Linked DNA regions of Mus musculus: region 2 is linked to region 1. The links are chromatin contacts, called in public Hi-C maps. All regions are on one chromosome and are shown on one strand. Each heading gives the region's core, a stretch centred on a gene start, on an enhancer-like site or on the middle of the called end of the contact. The rest is flanking DNA. Distances are from core to core; before and after follow the strand shown.

The links. Hi-C and Micro-C count contacts between places; a contact is called where the count stands out from the background.
Region 2: a Hi-C map of cortical neurons shows a contact between it and region 1, with 3 times the contacts expected there. The contact joins two enhancer-like sites. A contact is called at or near these places in 2 of 484 Hi-C or Micro-C datasets (both in cortical neurons) and 2 of 115 datasets of contacts at active chromatin or transcription factors (SST interneurons and forebrain).

What each region holds. Positions count from the first base shown.
Region 1 is chr5:27,066,421-27,072,997 of GRCm38.p6, forward strand. All of the region lies in intron 1 of Dpp6 (dipeptidylpeptidase 6), which reads left to right. Among named protein-coding and RNA genes, the nearest start is that of Dpp6, 21 kb to the left of the region's middle. Within about 2 kb of position 2,096, at least 13 of the 459 cell types and tissues checked have an H3K27ac peak or open chromatin away from gene starts, as enhancers often do. A contact at or near this core is called in SST interneurons and cortical neurons, where this site is marked.
Region 2 is chr5:27,731,359-27,738,047 of GRCm38.p6, forward strand. No RefSeq gene overlaps it. Among named protein-coding and RNA genes, the nearest start is that of Paxip1, 57 kb to the right of the region's middle. Within about 2 kb of position 1,278, at least 24 of the 459 cell types and tissues checked have an H3K27ac peak or open chromatin away from gene starts, as enhancers often do. A contact at or near this core is called in SST interneurons and cortical neurons, where this site is marked.

The DNA of each region.
Region 1 (6,577 bases), core at 846-3,345:
TCTCCCCAAAAATGACTTTTGCTTGTCTAATCTTGAGGGGGGCCCTATGCGTCTTGTAATTTTCAGGAGCTTCATGGGACTGCTTTGTTTCCTTTCTGAGATTTAAAGGGATGTTTAAGCAAGAACTGTCAACTCAATATGCAGTACATGGTTATAAAACTCTGACAATTGGTGCTATTACCTAAATAATCCAGGGGCTATGTGAATGCTCTGGAGGTCCCCTCATGACCTGAGGACAAGTTACCTCCCAGGAGCCAAGGTGTAGTCAATATGACAGAGAAACAACAGTATGACAGAGAATCTCAACAGTATTCTGGATAGACTCATCATGGAGGTGACATCCAAGGTCATCCTACCTATCTGTCTCAGGCAGTGTTTCCCAAGCATTTAGGAATAGGGGTATCTACCTCAAAGTGGATAACATCTTTTAGAAAAGGATGAGAAAGCCTTCCCTAACAGTGAGGCAAGGTGCATATTTCAGTGCAGCAGGCCAGAGGGAAGAGACAGTATTTTCAATAGCTCTTTAATAGACAGCAAGATATGAACACTTCCTGTATTTTTCTGCTAGCTCCCCATTACAGTCAGAGCACATCTGATAGCTCAGAGTAGTCACAGCTCGCTGGCATTCTTCCTGGTCTTTCTGGCTCCCGCTCTGGTCTGTGCTCAGAGCACAGAGTTCAAATAAACTCTGTTGATGAGAAGAATATAAGATTTCACTTTAAAAAATACCATCATGAAGAGCTTCATTTAATCTAATTCACGAGCACCAGTAGTGTGTGTGTGTATAATCAGCTATCAACGTTGCAGCTGCTTCCAAGCAAGATTGGTCATAGTTAGTGCAGAGCTTAGGGGGAACTGCTGGGACAGTTTCTTAGCTATCCTTTAAAAATCTGTGCACAGGTTGGTGTGTGTGTGTGTGTGTGTGTGTGTGTGTGTGTGTGTGTGTGTGTGTGTGTGTGTGTATCTTGATTGGTAAAGAGCTCATCTTGTGAGCATGTGAGCCTGAGTTTAAAGGATAGACATGGTAGAATATGCTTGTAATTTCAGCACCTAAGGAATGGATAGAGGCAAGTACCTAAAGGCAATTGGCCAGCCAGCCAGCTTTCATTAGTGAGCCCAAGCCAATGAGAAACCATCTTAATAAAGCCAAATAAAAGCACAGGGATAGTGCCTGAGGAACACCTGATTATTGACCTCTGGCCTCAACAGTCATACACTCACATATGTGCACCCCACCCCACACATGTGTATGCACAATTAGATCAATCTGCACATGCAAGAGGATTTCATGACCAAAAAGTCTAGAAAACACTGAATTCTTTAAAGTTCTGTTAATGGTTTGTTTCACTTGCATTTCACAGTGAATACTGGAATACTAAGTAGAGGTATTTTTAGAGAGATTTCACACTTATATGTGTTGGCTTAGATTGGTGATAGAATTTTGGGACAGATATTATGTGTCCCTCTTCATTCACTTCCGGCTGCCACAGACATCTCTGTCCTGTTCTATTACACCTGTTTTGGAAGTCCTGTTCTCTCTGCCCATATTTTATGCTTTCTAAAACAAACACCACAGACTGGGTGGCTGAGAACAATTCCTATTTGTTATCTCAGAGTTCTGGATGCTGGAAACTCAAAAACAAAAGTATAGAAGAGTCTCTCCCCTCTTGATGGTAGGGAGGGTCCTTTTCTGTCTTTTCCAACTGTGAGAGAGTTGATCCTGCTGTGTGTCTTCGGGTTGTAAGGAGGCCCTTTCTGTGAGTCTTTCAACCGTAGGGAGCATACTTCTGTGTTTCCTCCAGTTTCTAGTAGTCCTGACAACCCAGACCTTGTGTCAGCATCTCTCCAAGTTTATGTCCTCCCTGTTCCTGGCTACCTTCTCCAACTTTCTTTTCCCTTCTTATAATAAGCACAGTTGTGAGTGCCTGATTTCCACATAAGGACATGTTCTGAGAGACTTGGTTAGACAAGCTTCCTCAGCAGCCAAGATATGAAATTTGTCTAGGTATCTACTGATGACTAAATGGATATGTGCAATGTATTATTCACTCATTAAAAAAAAATCCTGTTGTTGGCAGCAACACGAGGAACCAGGCAGAACATTGTGTTAAGTGAGACAGCCAAGCAGGGAGTGTCTCAGTACGTCGAGGAAGCAGATATGTGGTGTAAATGTGGTGTAATGTTTTCCTAGCTGAGCAGAGCTCCATCTTCTCCCCTGCAGCTCACTGCCATTTTTGCTGGAAGCTTTAGGACTTGCAACTTCACTTTACTGTCCCGTTTCCTGAAAGCTCCACTAATTCCTCAATCTAAGCTTCCTGCCACTCTGACACACTCTCAGGAGCATCATGCTTTGAAAACAGAGGGCTTGATCTCACCTCACTGAATACTACCTATGTCCTCTGCTTTGTCCTCTTACAGGGCCTGAGCTCATGGAGGGCAGGGCTGTGTTGTGTCTCAGTGGCCTCCACGTGACCTCAAGCCCATGCTGCCCATCTCTGCATCTCATGGAAGGCATGCCTTACTTGACACAACAGGCAGTCCAGAGTGGCAGATGAGAACATCAATGCTGTATCTCTAGGGCTAAAACCAAAGAAGATGAAGGAGCCTCACACAGGCCTCCACTCAGGGCACCCATGGGCTGTGACATTTCTACATTATTCAGTCTCTCCACCCAGATGCCCTGCTTCCTGCTGGGTCTGGCTTAATGGGAAGGAAGCTATTTTTAAGTGTGTCCTTTCACAAAGCAGCAGCCACATCTCTTGGGGCTTCTGGTTCCTTGCCAGACAGTGGATAAAAATCCGTGTTTGGGGACAAGCAATGAGCAGGAAGTTTAGTAGTAAAAAAATGTAAAATGTCACAAGTCATTACAAACAGCAGCACCTCCACTGCTCTGTGTCCACCCTGTCAAGTGGCTAAGTGTGCACCCCCAGGGACACTTGGTCACCACAAACTTGACTCACAAAGTGATCCATTTCTGTACTCAATGGGCCTTGCAGCCTCCACACAGCAGCATGTCTGTCACCCAATCCCTTTGCAGCTTCCCTGACCCCTGTGCCTTCCCTTCACATGCCAGACTCTTCCATCCCCCTGCCGTGGCATGATGGCTACCAGGACCTCTCTGTATCTTTCCAATTCTAGAAAATGTCAATCATTTTTAAGACTACGTCAAGGTCATTTTTTTCTCTGAGGTAGCATTGGAGGTGTAAGGTGAGCCCAGACAGAGAGCAAAGGTGACCACCTCAGTCTGGTTTATATATTTTCCATGCTCTTGATAAAAGATAAAATGAAGCCATCTATTTTATAATCTCTCTCTCTCCCGCCCCCCCCCTCTCTATCAATTTTGAGGTGAGGTCACATGTAGCCTAAACATGTGTCAAACTGGATATATAGCCAAGCATGATCTTGAACTCCTGTCTCCTCTTTGCTGTGATTACAGACTGTACCACAATACCCAGGGTTTTCAGTGCAGAAGAAGAAACCCAGGGCTTGCATCATAGACAAGCACTTGTACCAGCTAAACCATATTCCCGGCCTTCTATTCATGGTTTCTGGGAAGCTACATCAATTATATGACATGTTCAGTCACAGCATCATGCTGTATGCTCTGGGGACAGACAGGGGTTTGGCTGGGGACAGAAGCTCAATCAGAACCCAATGGCTCTCCAGAGCTCACTGTGTTACATCTTTACCTGAGCTTCCTCCCCAAAGTTCTTTTCCAGTGAGCTTTTAATGTCAGCAGTACTAGAAGGCCCAGGATCCCTCCTGTCTATATCCTAGGATGTGTTTAACTCCTGCCTTGATCCCACAACAGGCATCACAGTCCTACCATTGGTCTCTCACCATTCTTGTCATGAGTGGCAGCCATTGGAGCATGTCTTCCATTTAGAGTATTCACCAATGAGGCAGAGCTGGAGTGAGATGGGGGATGGGGAGCTACGAGAGATGTGATGCCGGACTCACTGGACATAAACACAACCACAGTCCCATTGCTAAAGTATCCCTCTGTGAGGAAAAGGAAGAAATCAGGTAGGAAAAGTAAGTGGTGTCCCTTGCCACTCTCACTGTTCCTACTGGTTGGAGGAGCACAGGTTAGACCCTTCAGCAGGTCCTGTCATAGTTGGTCAAATTACCCTCCCCAGTCCAGTATCTATTGGGGAATTAACATTAAGGCATGATTAGAAATGGCCCAGATTAGGACCAGGCTGATGGTATAACCTCTCGATCCTTAGCTCCAGACCTCCTCTGAAGGGCCTGAGGGAACAGACACTGCACTAAGACGGACAGTGGCTGAGGGACTCTACTGATATGCCAGAATAAAGACCTCGGTCTGTGCTGGTGTTTTATTATTCTGCAGACCTCTCTTGGTATTCCATTCACCCGTTGCACCCCAGCAACTTGGTGTTCTTCAGCATCCTAGTAACTTGGGTGTTCTTCATGAATCCTCACTTTCTCCTAAGTCCTTCCTTGATGCAGTTGTGGCTATTAATTAAGGTCAGCCATCACCACCTTTTACTTCTTACAATCATCCCCCTCCATGGATGTCCCCTGAGGGCAGAGCCCTCTCCAGTTTATACTGGAACCAAGGCATTTGATGACAAATGTTCTATACTCCATGTTTTCAGATTTGGTCACTGGGGCCACATGATGAGCATTTGGAATGTGGCTGATGCAATTAGGAACTGACCTTCAACCATTATTTCATCCATTTTAAACTCATATCACTGTATGTAGCTAGTGACTCCCACTCTGAACATCATGGGTTTGGAGGATGAAGATGGGAATTTATATTCCACCAAATCACAGGAAAACATGCTGACTCATCCCTTTGGTGTAAGATCCCTGGATGAATCTCTTTATTAGTAATGGGGTCCAGTATTTTTAAGTAAAACAGTCCTTATTTCAAGTTAAGCTTACTGTCTTATTCAGCTAGTTCCCGATCCTGTGTGCAAAGAATCGTGTGGCAGCAGAGGAGACACTTGATTCCATCTCATGGGTGTCAGGAATGTCTTCCTGGGAGACCAAGTGGCCATTGTGCTTCTTGAGGGTCCAGGCAGTCATAGGATGGAGGAGAAAGAGGACAGGTCCAGACATCAGCTATATAGAAGAAGCTCAAAGAATCCACATGGACACAGAGCTTCAAATACAGATTGTGCCAGTGCAAGGTACTTAGATAGGAGCCCAGGACAGTCTGTGTATCTTTGTGGCTCTTAAGGGAGTGCCACACTTTAGATGACCTTTGTCAAGGTTCTCATGAGTCATGAGAGAAGTTCATGAAGATCTTTGAGAAGTGTGCAAAGGTCTTCTCTTGCTTTTGTTTTCTCACACTGAATTATTCTGACTTCCATATGGAGAATGGACTGTTATATCTGGCTAGTGTAGAATCATCTAGAGAGAATGAGCTGAAGATCTTGCTGAATGAAACCTACCTACCTCCTAACACAAGCAACAGAATAGAGCATCTGCCAGACATGCAGAAGACATGTGTGTCCTTGTAGGTGGACTTCTGTCCTCCCCTCCTGCTCTCCATCTTCTGAATACTAACATCATTAGAAAGAAGTAAGAAACCCAGAGAAGCACACACACACACATACACACACACACACACACACACACACACACACACACACACACACACACAGAGAGAGAGAGAGAGAGAGAGAGAGAGAGAGAGAGAGAGAGAGAGAGAGAGAGAGATTGAGAGAATTTGGTGGAAGGTGAATTGGGTGTGGAAATGGAGGCTTCTGGAAGCACCAAGGGATGCTGACACCAAGCTGGAAACAGCTGCTCTGGAAGAAATGCTCATACAGTGAGCTAGTGCTGCTCATCTGAATTTTGATGTCATATGAAAGGAAGGATGAGAGCATTGGGGACATCCTGTGTTTAAGGGGAAGACTGTAGGGGCAGCCTCAAAGGAAGACAAGGAGAGTAACTGCTGTGGATGGAAGAGGTCTCCTTCTAGAACACAGGAAGTGTGTGTGCTGAGTGTAGAAGGCAAAGGTAGCACAGGTGGTATCAGCATCCAGAGCATCTCTAGCAAGAGCACAGGCTGAGGAGTTAGCATGCAACTGGAAAACACAAGGTGAAGACACAGCAGAAGGAAAGGAGACATGCTTCCGAGTCCTCAGTGCTCTCCTGGCAGGGGTGGGGTCACATAGAAGTGAAGATGCCACTAAATGTCTCATGACTGATGCATAGAAAGAACACCCCTGACCACTAGATGTCTGTGAGGACTTAGGAAGTCAGGTCAGTGGGTACTGCCCTTAAGGCTATTAATAAAAAGTTATTCTATAAAAATTGTGAGATAGAAATAAAGTTTCATCTTCCTGGTAGTTACACAGTGCAGGTATACACACAGACATGCACACACACATATTACACACACCACACATATACAACCATACCACACACACACACACTCACTCACTCACTCACTCACTCACACACACCCACACACACCATACACACATATACACACACCACACACACACACATATACCCCCCACACACATACACATATACCCATGCATCCAAACAAATGCACACACACACATATACACACACTCTCTCTCTCTCACAC
Region 2 (6,689 bases), core at 28-2,527, 660 kb after region 1:
AAGGTAACATTTAAGTCAAGGCTGAGACCAAGTAGGCAGTGAAATGACCCAGGAAGTGGGCGACTGCACAGGAGCCCCCTGCCTAAGAGCCCCAGTGTTGTCAGGGTAATGAGGAATACACTGGGGTACAGGAGGTATCAAGGCCTGGCATTGCTGCTGAAGAGCAGCTCTGCCCATCTCAGCACAACTGTGCTGTCTCCTGCCCTACTTCTCTCCTTGCTGCCCCCAGGGAGTCTGAAATCATGCACATCTCTACCTTACTGGCTCAGTCACTGTGCCAAGGCATTGGACAGGATCCCTATTGTCAGCTCCCAAGAATTTTTCTGGGATCCTCACATATTGTGAGGGCCCTTACCACACTGGAGTGTAATCATGAGGCCAGCCATGATGGAAGAGAGTGTTCAGAGAAGGCAAGAGCTCTACAGTTCCTGTGGACACCCTCCCCTCCCCTGCCCTCCCCTCCCCTCTCTCCCCCTTGGTCTGGCTCTTCCCACTTAATCTGGGTAACTGGTCTTGTGAGAACATGCCCATGGTCCTAGCCTGATTTCCAGGTGGCTAGGAGGCAGCTAGATGAGGAATGAACTTGAGCAGGTGCTCCCCAGCTCCATGGTGCTGTGTGAGGGCTGCAGTTGCCATAACCAGCTTGATGCCATCACAGAGACTCTGAGCTGGAGACACACAGGAACCGAGTGGATCTCTGACACTCTGAAACTAGATCACAAATAGACATTGTTCTGAACTGACAAGTGTTTACTCCATCATTGACACTCACCTCCTCCCCAGTGCAGGAGGCCAGACCTGAGCTGCTTCGTGGGACCCAGGGATTCCCTTGACCTCGTCACAAGACACCAGAGGTCTCACCTATGCAAACCCTCTATGACTGGGCCTTCTGGGTAGACAGTGGAGGAAGTTCTATGGCTACCTGCAGGCCTTTCTGCTCCCTGTGGCTCTGGCTTGCCCTTCAATTTCTTCTGTGTCAGCCAGAGTCACACAAACCAGCAAAGGCCTTGACATTCAGTTTTCTATGGCTAAATGTGCCTTAATGGCAGGCAGGGCTGGCTTCATATCAGATAATAGAATCTCACAGCTCTGGTACTGATCTGACAGCTGCTAGCAGCTACAGAGCCAGAGAAATGGCAGCCAGGCCCCCTCTATGTCTTCAGTGTAAAGTCAAGACATGAATTCCCAAGGTCGCCTGCCCTGACAAGCTATAGCTCAGCTCGCTGTGATGTGTCATGCTTGCTAACTGGTATTTCTCCAGCCAGACTGAATTCTTCGTGTTTCCCAGAAACTGTGTCACACATGACTGTCTCAGAGAAAGAAGTGACCGCAGCAAGCTAGCTGCTCTGTTCCACTTGTGTCTCAGACCCTATAAATAACACATCAGATGTCACTAACTCCCTAACTGCATGGGGTGGGGGAGCCTCATGTTATGTTTTATAAAATGGCGGTGAGGCAGAAGGGAACACCTGGGAGGGCCACTGAGAACCAGCCATAAGACAGGCTTATTATAAAAGAGTATATTTGCAGTAAAGGGACCTGGTGAAGGGGGTAGAGGCAGAGAAAGGAGGGAGACAGAGAAGAGAAGGAGAGAGAGAGAGAGAGAGAGAGAGAGAGAGAGAGAGAGAGAGAGAGAGAGACTTCTTATATGTGAGCCAAGCTAGTACGTGGCTGTTGCTAGGTAACTGTTGGGTGGAGCCTAGAGAAAATACTAACACCCCATGGTTACTTATCATTTTGTTTGAGTAGAGACCCCATCTAATCCATCCTGAACCAGGAAACAACCAGAGGAGATGGAGCCATACTTGTGGACACACAGTAAGCCGCTGAGGACCACTAGTGTCACACAGGACAGTCGGCAGGACCTTAGCCAGCTCTCACAGTAGGCAGAGCCACCAGAAGTCTGTTTATCAATGAAATTCCCTTCACGTGTTCTGTCTATAAAACACCCCTGGGCTTTGAGAGCAGGGGTATGCTATCAGCGGAGTGCACAGGCAATCAGCAGAACAATCTCCACCCAAGAAAGCTAATAGTCTATGAACCCACACCTTATCCCGCCACGGGATGACATAGACCATGCCAGCACCTGCCCTGGGAGTTTGCTCATTGGTACAAAGTGCCTTCCAGAAAAACCCTAATATGAGACCAGTGAGATGTCTCAGCAGATAAAGGCACCTGCTGTCTGTCAAGCCTGATGACATGACTTCGATCTCCTGGACTCCCCATATGTATACATACTACATAAACAAGCAAAGCCACCCACACAGGTGGGTGTTGATGACAGGACAGCCTGACAGAAGGGTCTGGAGGGTTGGGTCTGCTTTGTATCACTGCTTCACTCTCTTAGGCCTTCTGTCCACACCCTCTGGGAAGGCTGCTCTACAGGAACCTCTCTTAGGTGGAAAGCCCAGTGTCACAGTAGGGGCTTTAAGTGAAGTATCAGTGGGTGGTGAATCTGGCCTCCCCACCCCTGGGTATCAGCCACATGCTTGAGCATCTCTCTGTCTTATCTTTATGATGACATCTGATCATGGTATCCATCTTGATGTTACCCAGGGTAAAATTGGAGACTTGAAAAGCAGAGGGACTGACAGCAAAGTGGGGTCAGGAGAAGCATCTAGAGACAATTCCCATTATTCCAAAATGAGGAAAGTGCCTAAGGTACCTAAGGTCAGAGGGTCACTTCCTACCTGCACTGGGCCCCTGTACCATTCCTGGGAGTCGCCTGGACCAAGCCCTAAGCCAAATCCCCAGCTCTCCTGTACAGCAGGGTGCCACACCCACTCCAGTGAAGTCTGCGTGACAGGCCCAAAAGCTTGGATGCAGTCCTGAGGCAAAAAGTTTCATGGAAACTTAGTCTCCTGGAGCCTTGGTATCCCATAGCATGAATGCTCCAGATTTGTCCTTGCAATAGTCGGTATTGTATTATAGGTAATGCTACTCATTCAGACGAAATGCCTCCAGTGTTGATAGACAGTGAAAGAAATCAGACACTGCAGTTTACTGGGTAAGAGCTAGAAATCTCAGGACAAGTTCTACAAAGCAAACTTAGAATTATAGCCGAGTCACTTCCATATGCAGGAATTTACAATGGCCTGGGAAGAAGGAGGGTTGTGGTTTAAGGAGGAATATTGCATTATTCATGAAAAGGCCAGCAAGAGCAGAATCCCCTGGTTCAAGCTTTCACAAGGCTCAGAGGAATAGCATAAATTGTGACTAGGGTATGAAATCTTCACCTGGCTCCCTAATGGCTGACTTTAGAAAGGGCTGCCTTTTATCTCAGTTTTAACCACTGCCTAGTTCCTGCTGATCTTTATGCATGCATTTTTGTTTTGTGTCAGATAACTTCAATGTACCTTGGCTGATGTGTCACCTAACTTCTTTGTTTTCTTCTGTAATATAAGTCTGATGCTCTCTTTGAGAAATTACATTCAGATACAGCACTCTCTCTATGTCAGTGTCTGTTTGTCACTTTCCACCGACTCCTTGCTCACCTGAACACCAAAGCCCTGGTTCCCCTTGGGTTGAGAGACAGACTGAGTCCAGTCCATGGCAGCAGGGCCCCACTGCATTTTCTTGATGTCTGGAACCACTAGGCCACAAGTACCCAAGAAGCCATTTACCCAATCCTGCCTATCTCCCTCCACAAGCCATGCACCATATTCTAGACCACCTGGGAAGGAAACAACCTGGAAAACACATTTCCCAGTTGTCCAGCCTATTGTTCTCCCTCCTTCCTCGGGCCATTCCAAGGCTCTAGATACCCAGTCCTCCATGCAGAGCCAAAGGTTGTCCTGGGATAGGGTGGATATTCATGATAATCTGGAGAGCCTGATGCTGGGTTCAGCAGTTGGGCAGAGCTACATAATCTTGCTGAAGTTTCATGGAAAGATGAGATCTTTATCAAATATCAAAGCCAAGTTCCTCTTTGGCAGATGGTAATAAGAAGTGAGTGGCTGGGCTGGAGTGAGGGCTTAGCTGTTATGAGCACTCAAAGCTCTTAACAAAGGATTTGAGTTCAGTTCCCACACCCTACATGTTAGTTGTGGTGGCTTGGATGAAGATGACACCTATAGGCACATATATTTGCATGCTTAGTCCCCAGTTGATGAACTGTTTGGGAGGAAGTATGTCACTTGGGAATGGGTTTTGAGGTGTCAAAAGCCAACAACCAGCCCCAGCACCCCCATACTGCTCTTTCTCTTCCTTTCTCCCCCTTTTGGTATAGAGTACTCAAGGCCTGAAGCCTCGGCATGCATGGGGGCTCAGTAATTGTGCTGGTTAACTTTATGCCATTTAACACAGGCTAGAGTCATTCAAGAGGAGAAAACCTCAACTGAGAAAAATGGCTCCATAAGATTAGGCTGTGTGTGAGCCTGTAGAGCATTTTCTTAATTAGAAATTTACGAAGGGTCTGGAGAGATGACTCAGCAGTTAAGAGCACTGACTGCTCTTCCCAAGGTCCTGAGTTCAATTCCCAGCATCCACATGGTGGCTCACAACCATCTGTAATGGGATCTGATGCCCTCTTCTGGTGTGTCTGAAGACAGCGACAGTGTATTCATATAAATAAAATAAATATTTAAAAAAAAAAGAAATTTATAGAGGCAGGTCCAGCCCATTGTGGGAGGGGCTGACCTAGGCTGATGATCATGGTTCTATGAGAAAGCAGGCTGAGCAAGCTATGGAGACCTTGTCAATAAGCAGCACCTCTCCATGGACTATGCATCAGCTCCTGCCTCCAGTTCTTGCCCTGTTTAAGTTCCTGACCTGACCTCCTTCACTGATGAGCTGTGATGTGGAAGTGTAAGCCAGATAAGCCCTTTTCTTTCCCAACTTGCTTTTGCTCCTGGCATTTCATCACAGTGATTGTTACCTGTTGGGAACATAAAGGTCTTTTTGCCCACAGATCTCTAAGGGAACTAGGAATGTTAATCATGCAGGGGTGTTCCCTTAATAGAGGGGATAAAATGCTTGTTTCCTGCCTGGAAGGCTGGGAGTGGATTTTGTTAACACCCTGGTGACCTTTTTGCTGTCTTTGGATGCAGACCTTTTCCAGAATGTTTATCCTAGACTCTTCCCCCCTAAACCTTTATCTTCTCACATTTAGTAGAATCCATCCTTAGGGGAGATGCCAAAAGTACTTTGTGGCTCACTGATTTCTATGCTGTCAGAGACCACACTATATTCTAGGCCTTTTAGCTATAGAACCCATCCTCATGTTCATGTTTACTCTTTAAAGGAGTTTCTATGTAGTCACACCTAAGCTCTACTGTGTACCCAGAATGGGAGTGATAATCATTGCCCAGAAACTTCTTCCCAAATTGTACTGTTTTAAATATGCTGACAATAACTGCCTGGCATCACACTCTCCAAGCTGATCCAGGATAACGGAGGCAGTCTGAAGAGTTTCCTTTCTGGACACCTGCAGACTCCCAGTCCTATGTAACCCAAGTTAAGACAATGACTGTCAGGCCCTGGAGTTGAGAGGAGAAAATCAACACTACTCTGTCAATTTGGGCACTTCATCAGGGAGGCTCCCATTTCAAATGAACTCTATCTCAGGCCCTGGGTGGAGTGGGTCTGTATATGACCTGAAGAAGGGAAGGGCTCATCACTAGGTCCTGGTCACAGTAGCCTGGGAAGATACTGCCCATCACAGGGAACCCTGAGTCATCAGATGCGTGTGAGTCCCATTCTGCTCCATATCCTGCAAGGTGACCAGCCATGCCTTCTCACCATGTTTACTGGTCTTAGCATCCAAGGAAGGGACCCACCATGGCACTGTAGCCTCTGCTACAGAGAAGGCCTGGAAATGCTGACTTCTGGATCCTGAGATGGGGATCAAGTAGCTAGGAGCAGATTGGCCTTCACAGGCAGAGGGCAAAGCTCTGAGGGTCTGTGAATGCTGCCTATAGGCAGCTAATCAGGACCACAGAGAGCACCTGGTTTTGGTCAGGCCCTGGGAGCTGTCCAGCACGGATACTGGTAAAGCTGAGGATGGTGGAGCTGTTCAAACTGTCATGAGATTGGCCAGCAGGTGGCAACAAAGGCCACATTCTGGTCTGGGTCTCACAGGTGGGTTTGAAGCAGGCAGTGATGGTCCCAGGACAAGGACATCTAGTTTTCAGAAGCCACCAACCCCCACGTGGCAGTGCTACTGCACCCAGACGGACACACACACACACACACACACACTTTTCTTTGCTAAAGCAGGGACCAGGGAGAAAAAGATAGTTCTCAGGCAAGCCTTACTGGACAGGATCTGATGTCCAGGGCATGCCCCCAAGGGCAGCAACTTTCTGATTAGGTTAAAACACAGTGCTGTGGCCCTGACATGTCCATCTTAGGAGGTCACTGGGATGCCCCGATATGTCAGGATTTGGGACCCTGTACTGACTTATCTGCACTTGAGATCTGCCTGGCCAGTACCTGCTCCAGGTCCAAGTTGTGGCAGGAAACTGAAGAGGCCAAGGCCTCACCTGGACACCAGGAGAATGGGTCCTCAAGGGTAGCAGTTGGGGCAGAAAGGTGGCCATGTCTGCCTAATCTCTTGTCTATCATAGTAAAGTACAGCATGTCTGGACTAAGCCTGTGGGAAGCTGTTGCTCACAGTGCAGGAGGCTCAAGTCTAAGGTCAAAGTGCGACCTGTGATTCCAATTCCTGGCTTGTATCAGCCGTCCCCCTG